2 separate regions of the Pan troglodytes genome follow, and region 2 is linked to region 1. A link is a contact called in public capture Hi-C data. All regions are on one chromosome and are shown on one strand. The core of a region is the stretch at or near the end of the contact, and the rest is flanking DNA. Distances in the headings are between cores, read along the strand shown.

Region 1 (4,914 bases), core at 697-3,196:
AAATAAATTTCATATTTGTATCTGTATACAAAGAGTCTACATGTTCGATAAGTCCTTTATGATCCTACCTGAATATGTTGGTAGATGCAATATTTTTGCATCAAATTTAACTGGTGGCTGTTTCATTATCTGTGGTTAAAAAAAAAAGAAAGCTTTTGAGACAATTTTTAAGATGGATATCTGTCTCCTTATATGTCCCTTATGTCAGATAATAAATCAATGAGGACAAAAAAAGAATGTGCAAAATTTGTTACCAAAAAGAATAAGTACAATGACTTTTCGGATTAAAACACACAAATATAGATAATATTTTTTATAATCATTTCAACTGATATCTGTAATAAAATAAAGCTTCATAGAAAACATTCACTCCTATCTTGGCTTACTTTTTAGCTAATTTACCTCTAATTAGAAATTCAGTCATTCAACAAATATCTATTGGGTACCTGCCAAGGTAAGGCTCTATGCCAAGTGCTAATGGGGATACAAAGATATAAAAGACACAATCCTATTTTCAGAGAGCTGACATCCTAGTTGGGAAGATGAGACAAACATTCGATAAACAACAAAATATTTCACAATTCAAAACATGCAGGACATAACTACAGAGAAAACACTGGACAGAAAGAATTTTTTTGTAAATAGTAGTTTAGAGCATACAGCAAGCACTTTAGTTGATATAGTTAGGACTGGGTTTACAGAGAGGTAGATGGTGGGTTGAGGTCTTGAAGGATGGTTAATGGTTATATCAGAGAAGACACCACTCCAGGAAGCCATAATAGCATGAATTGGAAAGTGCACAATTATTAATCAAGTATTATGCCACTCCAATTACCACATTCTACTGCCCTCCAAAAGGAGGAACAGATAGGGATTATCCTGCCTGACTAACACTATACCAATTTTAATTCCCAGGTTTTGCTAACTATACTACAGACCTATAAGATGTGAACATTAAGAGCAGCTGGGCAAAAGGTATACAGGAACTCTCAATTATTTTTGAAACTTTTCTCTAAGACTAAAAGTAGTTAAAAATTAAAAGTTAAACACAAAAATTTCTACTGATTAAGGCTTCCCAGAAACTATCAAATATGGTTATAAGAGGGAAAAAAAGAAACACAGAATATCGTCTAAAGCAAGCCTGTCCAACCCGTAGCCCATGGGCTGCATGCAGCCCAAGACGGCTTTGAAAGTGGCCCAACACAAATTTGTAAACCTTCTTAAAACATTGTAAGATTTTTTTTGCAATTTTTTTTGTTTTTTTAGTTCATCAGCTATCGTTAGTGTATTTTATGTGTGCCCCAAGACAATTCTTCTTCCAATGTGGCCCAGGGAAGCCAAAAGATTGGACACCCCTGGTAAAGATAACACAAATTGTTCTAGAAAGCCCACGTTGAAAATGCCCCAATGCTCATCAAACTTAGCATAATAAAGTTACTCTGCCAGACATATGAACTCACAAAAAGAAGTAGCTCCATTATGAAAAATAGCTAAATAATCTATATGAAATGCTGTCTATCTAGAAAATAAATATGAATTCAAGAACCTTCATGGTCTAAACCACAGTAATGTTCCCAATGAGATAAGAAGAAAGAGTCACGAATTAATACAGAAAAAGACATTTAAAAATAAGAAAAAGAAGCAGGAAAATTAAAATAGAGAAAAAGTAGTGGAATGTGAGTATGTTGGGGAGCTGGAAGTCAAGACAAAACAGAGGGACTTAGAAATGAATTTGTTTTTTAAAGTAGATACTCATTATCCCCTAGCAAGAAAGTATTATATTCCAAAAGACAAGAAGCAAAAAAACTCACACTGGTTTAGAAGTACATTGTGAACTACGACTTCGCAAGCTCCCAGAATGTCTCCCCATCGTCTCCCCTGCAGTCTTAACAACCTGTGAGAGGGTAGGGCTTCTGTGTGATCTGCCTGCCCAGCCCAGCCTGGTAAGCAGTGCCCTCTGACTGCTTCTGCCTTCGAAATACATCAGAGACTAGAATATTTAGAGTGATTCACATTAGTGCATACGGAGAAACAAAAGGACTGAGAGCTAAGGTCTGAGGTCAAGAGGCTGGCAACCCCTCCATGGCATGTGGAAGAAAGCAGTAGTGAGAGGCAGCAGAGCTGACTCATTCAAAACAGAGGGGAGAAAACTTAGAACTCCAGTGAAGTGGAAGTGAAGGCAGAGGAAAGGGTTGCAGACAGAGGGGGAGCTGCAAATGCAGACATGCAGCACAAATGACACAGAAGCAGACAAGAGAAACAGGAAAGATTATACAGTAAATAATATTCTGAATGAAAATCTCATGCAGATTTCAGATCTCAGTAAAGTCTACAACTCAGTTGTTAGAGTGTCTTTCTGCACCTTTGGATTGTCGATAATGGGGGTGACAACAAGATCTGAGTCCATGTAGATAAGCTCTCTCATCTGGGATTCCAGGTCCTGCTGACTCAGGTGTCCACTTGTAATCTGAAATGAGAACAAAAATTAGACTTTGTTTCTGCGACTAATGTAGATCTTTAAAACACTGAACCAGTAAGATGCTGAGGAAGACACCACTGTAAAATATCACCTATATCAATGTACTTCAACTGCTATTCAAGATGGTTGCAGTCTCATTTGATTTTCACAAAAATCCTAAACTGTAGGCACCATCATTCCCATTTTACAGATAAAAATATAAAACTCTGAGAAAGTAACTGAATTGCTCATGTTACCACTAAGTCTGGCTAGGACTAGAAAAAATATCTTTACAATTCAATGTTCTAAACTGTGATGAGGCAAATTGGTTTTTCCATAACAGCATGGCTTCCTTTTTTTTTTTTTTTTTTTTTTTTGAGGCGGAGTCTCGCTCTGTCCCCCAGGCTGGAGTACAGTGGCGTGATCTCGGCTTACTACAAGCTCTGCCTCCCGGGTTCACGCCATTCTCCTGCCTCAGCCTCCCAAGTAGCTGGGACTACAGGCGCCTGCCACTGTGCCTGGCTAATTTTTTTGTACTTTTAGTAGAAACAGGGTTTCACCGTGTTAGCCAGGATGGTCTCGATCTCCTGACCTCATGATCCACCCGCCTCGGCCTCCCAAAGTGCTGGGATTACAGGCGTGAGCCACCACGCCCAGCCTTTTTTTTTTTTTTTTTTTTGAGATAGAGTCTCACTCCATCACACAGGCTGGAATGCAGTGGCACAATCTCGGCTCACCGCAACCTCTGCCTCCCGGGTTGAAGCAATTCTCCTGCTTCAGCCTCCCAAGTAGTGGAATTACTGGTGTATGCCACCATGCACTGCTAATTTCTGCATTTTTAGTAGAATCGGGGTTTCATCATGTTGGCCAGGCTGGTCTCAAACTCCTGGTCTCAGGTGATCCACCCACCTTGGCCTCCCAAAGTGCTGGGATTATAGGCGTGAGCCACGCGCCTGACCAACGGCTTTATTTTTCATTCACAGAATGTTAATCAATTTATTTCTGCTTTACAGAATATTCAATGTGAAATTGAAGCTGTAACATAAAAAAAATTTTCAGACTTAAATACAGACATGCTACCTAAGTATTAAACCTCAATTATTTATTAAGCCTAGTTAGAGTTGATACATAATGAAATGAATCAGCAGATATTCACCATCAGTTATTCCTTTGAGATGGTTCTTTGTGCTCTATTTAAACATAATTTGTATTCCTAGTGCTATGCCTCAGTATTTCCCAACAGGGAAAAAAAAAAGAGAGAGAGAATTTATGCTTAAGAACCTTAGAAGAAACAACAACTAGCAAACTAAATAAAATAGAAAAGTAAATCAGTGAAGTAAGGAATAAGGAAAATATATTACCCAAAACTGAGTGAGGAAGGGGCATGGATAAAGGAACAGAGGAGTTAGCTAAGAAAGTTCCTGGAAACCCAAGCTGCCCCATGCAACTCAGACAAAAGACAAGAAAACACAAAAAGAGGCTGGGTGCAGTGGCTTAGGCCTGTAATCCCAGCACTTTGGTAGGCCGAGGTGGGCACATCACGAGGTCAGGAGTTCGAGACCAGCCTGACCAACATGGTGAAACACTATCTCTACTAAAAATACAAAAACTAGCCAGGCATGGTGGCAGGCGCCTGTAATCCCAGCTACTTAGGGGGCTGAGGCAGGAGAATCGCTTGAACCTGGGAGGCGGAGGTTGCAGTGAGCCGAGATTGCGCCATCGCACACCAGCCTAGGTGACAAAGCGAGACTCCACCAAAAAAAAAAAGAAAAAAAAAAAAAAAAAGGCCCACAAAGAATGAAGAGGAAGTTTGTTTAAAACAAGAAAATCTAAGTTTAAGAACATGGACTTTCAATTAAAGAAAAAAAAAGATGGACTTTCATGGTAAAAAGACAGGGGTAAACTCACATTGCCAAAAAAAAAGATGGACTTTAAAGGCAAAAAGACAGGGGCAAACTTAACATTGCTGCTTGTTAATTATGTGCTCTTAGGGAAGATAAAAAAAGCTTTGTTTTCTTCATCTATAACAAAGATTAAAACAAACAAGCTTTCAGGTTTGTGAAGAATAAACACAAAGCACTTAAAACAATGCCTGGCACTGCTTGAGAGAAGACAGTGATAGTTAATGAAGACATTTAAATATATACATCATACTTGCTTCAGTGGAGAATGGATGGAGGGGAGCAATGGAGAACTGAGGGGACCAGTTAGCAGGTTACTGCAAAGCCTGGATGGAAAGGATGGTGTCTTGAGTGAGGAAGGGGGCAGAAGGAAAGAAAAGAAGTCAATGATAGAGCAAAGGGCTGGATATCCCTGCTGATTTAACACTGAGGAGGAACTGCTAGTAAATTATATTGGTCCGTAAAGTAAGACAACAATATTTGAAAGAGGTGGCCAAATTATCTTCACGTATAGATAATATAACTGAACATCCAAAAAGCCAAAATTAATCAATG
Region 2 (4,914 bases), core at 1,539-4,038, 330 kb after region 1:
TTTGGCCTGATTTCAGGCCTTTCACTGCTGCCAGCAAAAGAGAAAATGCTCTCCCCTAACAGAGTAGAGCGACCCCCTCAGCTGTTTCCTCTGTGGTGTAAGATGCTGGGTTGCTGGAAGGTAAAGCAGAAGGGGCGGGAGCAGTCAGCCAGGGAGCACCTTAAACTATGAATAATTCTCCGCAGGTCATGTGAGGAGGACGACGAAGCAGCCATATGCCCCGTTGAGCTGAGAGGAGATATAGGGCAGAGAGTCTGAGCCCACGGGCGAGGCAGGGGGTGAGCACACCGCCAGCAGTGCCTGCCCTGGCAGGGCCCTGTGGAAGGAGCTGTGTGTGCACGCGTGGCCGCCACTAACCCGGGGACTTAGGCTTGGATGTGTCTCTGTGGTTGTGCCTGGCTAACTCGGCCTTGATGGTCGATGCCCCTAACCCAGCTAAACACCCCCAGTCAAGCCGAGTGCCCGCACTAATAAAGGCCTAACCCTAAGTTCTCACCAGACGGGGATCATAAATATTAGCTTTGTCTCCTCCGTCTCTCTGCCCCTGGAGAACTTGGCTTCCTCATCCTGTGGCTTTATGTTGGGAAGAGATTGTTTTCAAAACCATGGAACCAAGCTTCTCCCTATGAGAGGCTGGTGCCCTGGGTAACCAGATGGCACTCCTGACTGTAGCCATAGGACTCAAACCAAACACGGGTTTTCATGTGGTTGTGTCAGGGCCGAACAAAGCCTGGGAAGTCAGTAGCAAGAGAAGGCTTTTTTTTTTTTTTTTTTTTTTTGGCTTGAGTTTGAAAGAAAGGCTGCTTGAAATAAAATGGAAACAAATCAATTGAAACAAACAAAATGGAAACAAAATCTCCCTAGGGATGGCCACATCAACATGATTTTAAGTCTAGAGCATTTTTGCCCTTTACTGAGGGTACATCAACATTTGTAAAACTCCACACATGCCTTTTGAAAAAATCCACGTTTAACCTTAGGAATTTGTTGTGGTTTCTAATCATGCTTTTCCGAGTCCCCCAGCCCACCAGCATCCCCACCCCTGAGCTTGTGTGAGATGGGCCTGTTCTGGGATCCCCACCCTGTGCTGACCTCCCAGGGCTGAGGTCACCTGAGTGTGGGGCCAGTTGGTTCCCCTAGCTTGTACGTTGCTTTGAACCTCGTGTTTCCCACGAGGGAGGGGGCCCCTTCTCTGGTCATTGCAAAGACCTGCTCCAGAATGGGCCCTTTTTCTTCCCATTCCCTCCTTTGGTGCCTTTCTCAGAGTACATGGACTTCCTTCTGCCAGACTGGGGAGAGAAGTCTCCATCCCCAGCTCCTAGGGACCACGCAGCTGACCTGCTCCAACGCACACTGGCAGCCCCAGCAAAATCCTGGAGCCGGCACCAGGGCATGTCCCACGAGACTGTTAGGAGGGCTGTGCATCTTTGCCCCTTGGTTGCTCATTGAGAAGCAGTATAGGGCTTCCATGCCTGTTTGGCCTCCCCTGGATCCCTGTAGCAGCTGTTAAAAGAGAACCTTTCCAAGCTTTGCACAGTGGCAGTATCATAGCCAATGAGGTTTATTACTAGTTGAAAATTTTCCCCAATACCCCACCGTGACGACTTGAGATAGAGGCGGCATTGGCAATTTTTGACAGTTTTTAGGGATACTGAATTATTAGGTTGGTGCAAAAGTAATTGCAATTATAAAAAAAAAAAAAAGAACCTTTCCTGCTTTTTAAGCAGACAGCAATGCATTCCCCTCTGCTGCCCTTCTGGAAACTTTTCTGTCCTAATGGACTCCACGACTGGATCCCAACTGCTGGAACCTAGCAAGTCCCTAGTGAGCACAACACGAGTGAATGAACAAATCTTTCTGCTTTCCTTCGGTAACTCAGGCCCCACACATTTCAGTGGGCCTTTCCCTGGGTAGCGCTGTTGATGTAGATCTTTTCATATGTGACATGTCTCCCCGCGACCCTCTAACTCCACTGGTTAGAATGGATTTGGGCAAGGATATAAAGAGGGTTAAGGGCAGCACGGTGCAGAGGAAAGGGCTCTGCACCCAGGATTCAGGAGCTCACGGCCACAACTGACTGGATGGGCACAGCCTGGCCTCAGTCCATGCACTGTGGCCATCCTTACCCTTCCTAAGATAAGGAGTATCTCATCTCCCAGAGTCCTGGTTCACGTCTTGCTTCAGGGAGAAGTAGGTACTAAGAAGGAACGCTGGAATCTGGGTAAATTTGGTGGAGAAAGAGTGCCTCTTTGCCAAAGGGCTTCCTTTCCTGTTCTCTAACAGATTTAGAGTCCCTCAACTTGGGTTGTCCACTTAACAGCCAGATGTGACACCAAGTAAACCCTTAGCTCTGAGCCTGTTTCTTCATCTGCAAAGGGGACAACTATACCCACCAACCAGGGATGAGCAAAGGGGATCATGTGCAGCTTCCTGTTAACTTAAACCGTGCTTCCCTTGAAGGGTGAGAGGGAGGAGCAGACGTGGACAGAGCCTTTGGGGGCCTCAGCTGGTGGAACCCTCTCATTGTGTCCTGGGTCGTCCCTACCCCCCCTGCAGGAAACTGGCCACTGACCCTTTCTATGGAGCTCGTGGGCATTTCTGGTGAATAACCTGTCATCTCTTCTTTCAGCCTTAACTCAGCCCCAACTCCAGCTTGTGGCAGCACCAGCCACTTGAAATCCACGCCGGTGGCCACACCATGCACTCCACGGAGACTGAGCCTGGCTGAGTCCTTCACTAACACCCGTGAGTCCACGACCACCATGAGCACATCCCTGGGGCTCGTGTGGCTGTTGAAGGAGCGGGGCATTTCTGCTGCCGTGTACGACCCCCAGAGCTGGGACAGGGCCGGCCGGGGCTCCCTCCTGCACTCCTACACACCCAAGATGGCTGTGATCCCCTCTACTCCGCCGAACTCGCCTATGCAGACACCCACATCCTCCCCACCCTCCTTTGAGTTCAAGTGCACGAGCCCTCCCTACGACAATTTCCTGGCTTCCAAGCCAGCCAGCTCCATCCTGAGGGAAGTGAGAGAAAAGAACGTCCGCAGCAGCGAGAGCCAGACCGACGTGTCCGTCTCCAACCTCAACCTCGTGGACAAAGTCAGGAGGTTTGGGGTGGCCAAAGTGGTGAACTCAGGGCGAGCCCATGTCCCCACCTTGACTGAGGAGCAGGGACCCCTCCTCTGTGGGCCCCCGGGGCCAGCACCAGCCCTTGTCCCCAGAGGCCTGGTACCTGAGGGCCTGCCCCTCGGATGCCCCACTGTCACCAGTGCCATCGGTGGGCTGCAGCTCAATAGTGGCATCCGGCGGAATCGCAGCTTCCCCACCATGGTGGGATCTAGCATGCAGATGAAAGCTCCCGTGACTCTCACCTCGGGCATCTTGATGGGTGCTAAGCTCTCCAAACAAACTAGCTTACGGTGAGACTGGAGGGGGGCCGGTTGCCCTAGAGGAGACCCACGTTCTCCTCTCTTGCTCCCACCTCCCTCTCTTCCCCCCACAGTGCACTCCCTCCCTCTGCCCTTCTCTGTCCACCCTCTCCTAAGCTAGACAAATCAACCTCGTGCCTAATGGAGGAAGTGTGGAAACTTTGTAAAATGTGTACATAGGACTTGGAGACCTCGTGTCCGCCCTGCTCTTTCTTCCGATCCCACAGGAAGTGCCCCTGCACTGTCATCACTCTCACGAGGACGTCACCTGTGCTAACCCGGGGGAAGGTGGGGTCCTTTCTTCTTTCCTTTTGAGAAGCACTGAAACTCCCAAGTGTGTTCTTATCCCATGGATAGGAAACCAGTGAATTCCGTGGCTGGCACACCACGAGCTGTCACGCGGCACGGGTCGTAACACATCTGGGTGTCATCGGACACCTCACCTCGCCCACCCTGTAGGAGCGTAAGGAGCCTCCATCCTCAGCCACGTGCAGCTGACGTGGCTTTCCTGATTGGAGGGCTTTTCTTTTATGGGTGGCCCAGCTTCTTCAAGACCTTCACTGCTCTGCCTCAGTGGACAGTCGTTTCTTTTTTGAGGTGTGACCTTTTGTTTTCATGCCTTCCCCTTGAAGTCATCCTGTATTTTGTAATCAGCTGTCAGGCCAAATGTCTGACCCGAAAGAGAATGTATTTACACTCATGCTGCGTTGTTCAGCAGCCCCTCTGTGTTCTGTGTGATTTGTTTTATTTTTCCTTTTTTTTAACATATATATGCAGGGAAGTAATGGTACTGGTAGTGTATGTTTTCTATGTGGTTCAAATATGAATTTCGAACACACCAAGCCGCTAATGAGATAGCAGCTTTTTTCTGGGACCCAGAGTCACAACCAAATTGATTTAAGACCGGACCCAAGACACCTTTAACAATAGGACTGAAAGGAAAAAGGATAGAGAAAAAGCTTATTAAAGAAATGTGTCAACACCAAACGTAGAGGGGAAGAACCACAACCAGGCATAATACCAAACCGGTTCCAGGGGGAAACAAGGCTTTGGTATTCCGCTGGCTCCAGCGCTTTTTCTGAAACCCGAGGCTGGCCAGGGTGCTGTCACCGTGCGGTCTTTGATTGCAGCCATTCAATGCCCACATGCTTTTCCTTCTTGTTTCAGAACAGCACATGGTCACAACAAGGTATTTTCTTTCCCTCCAAAGCCTTTTGTCTCCTTGTGCCACTTTTTATCCTTAGGAAAAGATCCAGGTGCTTGTGAAAAGAATCATGAATGCAACAAGGGAGGCTGGTCCTGTTGCTGTCGCCGATTAAGTTTTAAACTTTTATTTATTATTTATGTCTGCCGTATTTTAAATACACATTCTTGTTCCTTCCAGTTCCAGTCATAGTGTGTCTGTGGCATTCCAGTCCAACCATGTGACTTATTTATTCTAATTTGAGGGCTGCACTGTACATTATGGTGTCCCGTGACACCAC

The links. Capture Hi-C pulls out chosen DNA fragments and counts their contacts.
Region 2: a contact with region 1 is called in a capture Hi-C map of stem cell-derived neural stem cells, with 5 times the contacts expected there. The contact joins two enhancer-like sites. A contact is called at or near these places in 4 of 7 Hi-C or Micro-C datasets (blood, induced pluripotent stem cells and stem cell-derived neural progenitor cells) and 1 of 1 other capture datasets (stem cell-derived neural stem cells).

The regions. Positions count from the first base shown.
Region 1 is chr2:45,908,600-45,913,513 of NHGRI_mPanTro3-v2.0_pri, forward strand. It overlaps ULK4 (unc-51 like kinase 4), which reads right to left. Exons shown (of 38, transcript XR_010155167.1): 13 at 2,363-2,467; 14 at 69-129. It also overlaps the pseudogene LOC112208815. Among named protein-coding and RNA genes, the nearest start is that of ULK4, 63 kb to the right of the region's middle. Within about 2 kb of position 1,947, at least 4 of the 24 cell types and tissues checked have an H3K27ac peak or open chromatin away from gene starts, as enhancers often do. A contact at or near this core is called in stem cell-derived neural stem cells, where this site is marked.
Region 2 is chr2:46,236,938-46,241,851 of NHGRI_mPanTro3-v2.0_pri, forward strand. It overlaps TRAK1 (trafficking kinesin protein 1), which reads left to right. Exons shown (of 17, transcript XM_054680574.2): 17 at 2,630-4,914. The coding sequence ends at 3,425. It also overlaps the pseudogene LOC112208704. Among named protein-coding and RNA genes, the nearest start is that of CCK, 43 kb to the right of the region's middle. Within about 2 kb of position 2,789, at least 1 of the 24 cell types and tissues checked has an H3K27ac peak or open chromatin away from gene starts, as enhancers often do. A contact at or near this core is called in stem cell-derived neural stem cells, where this site is marked.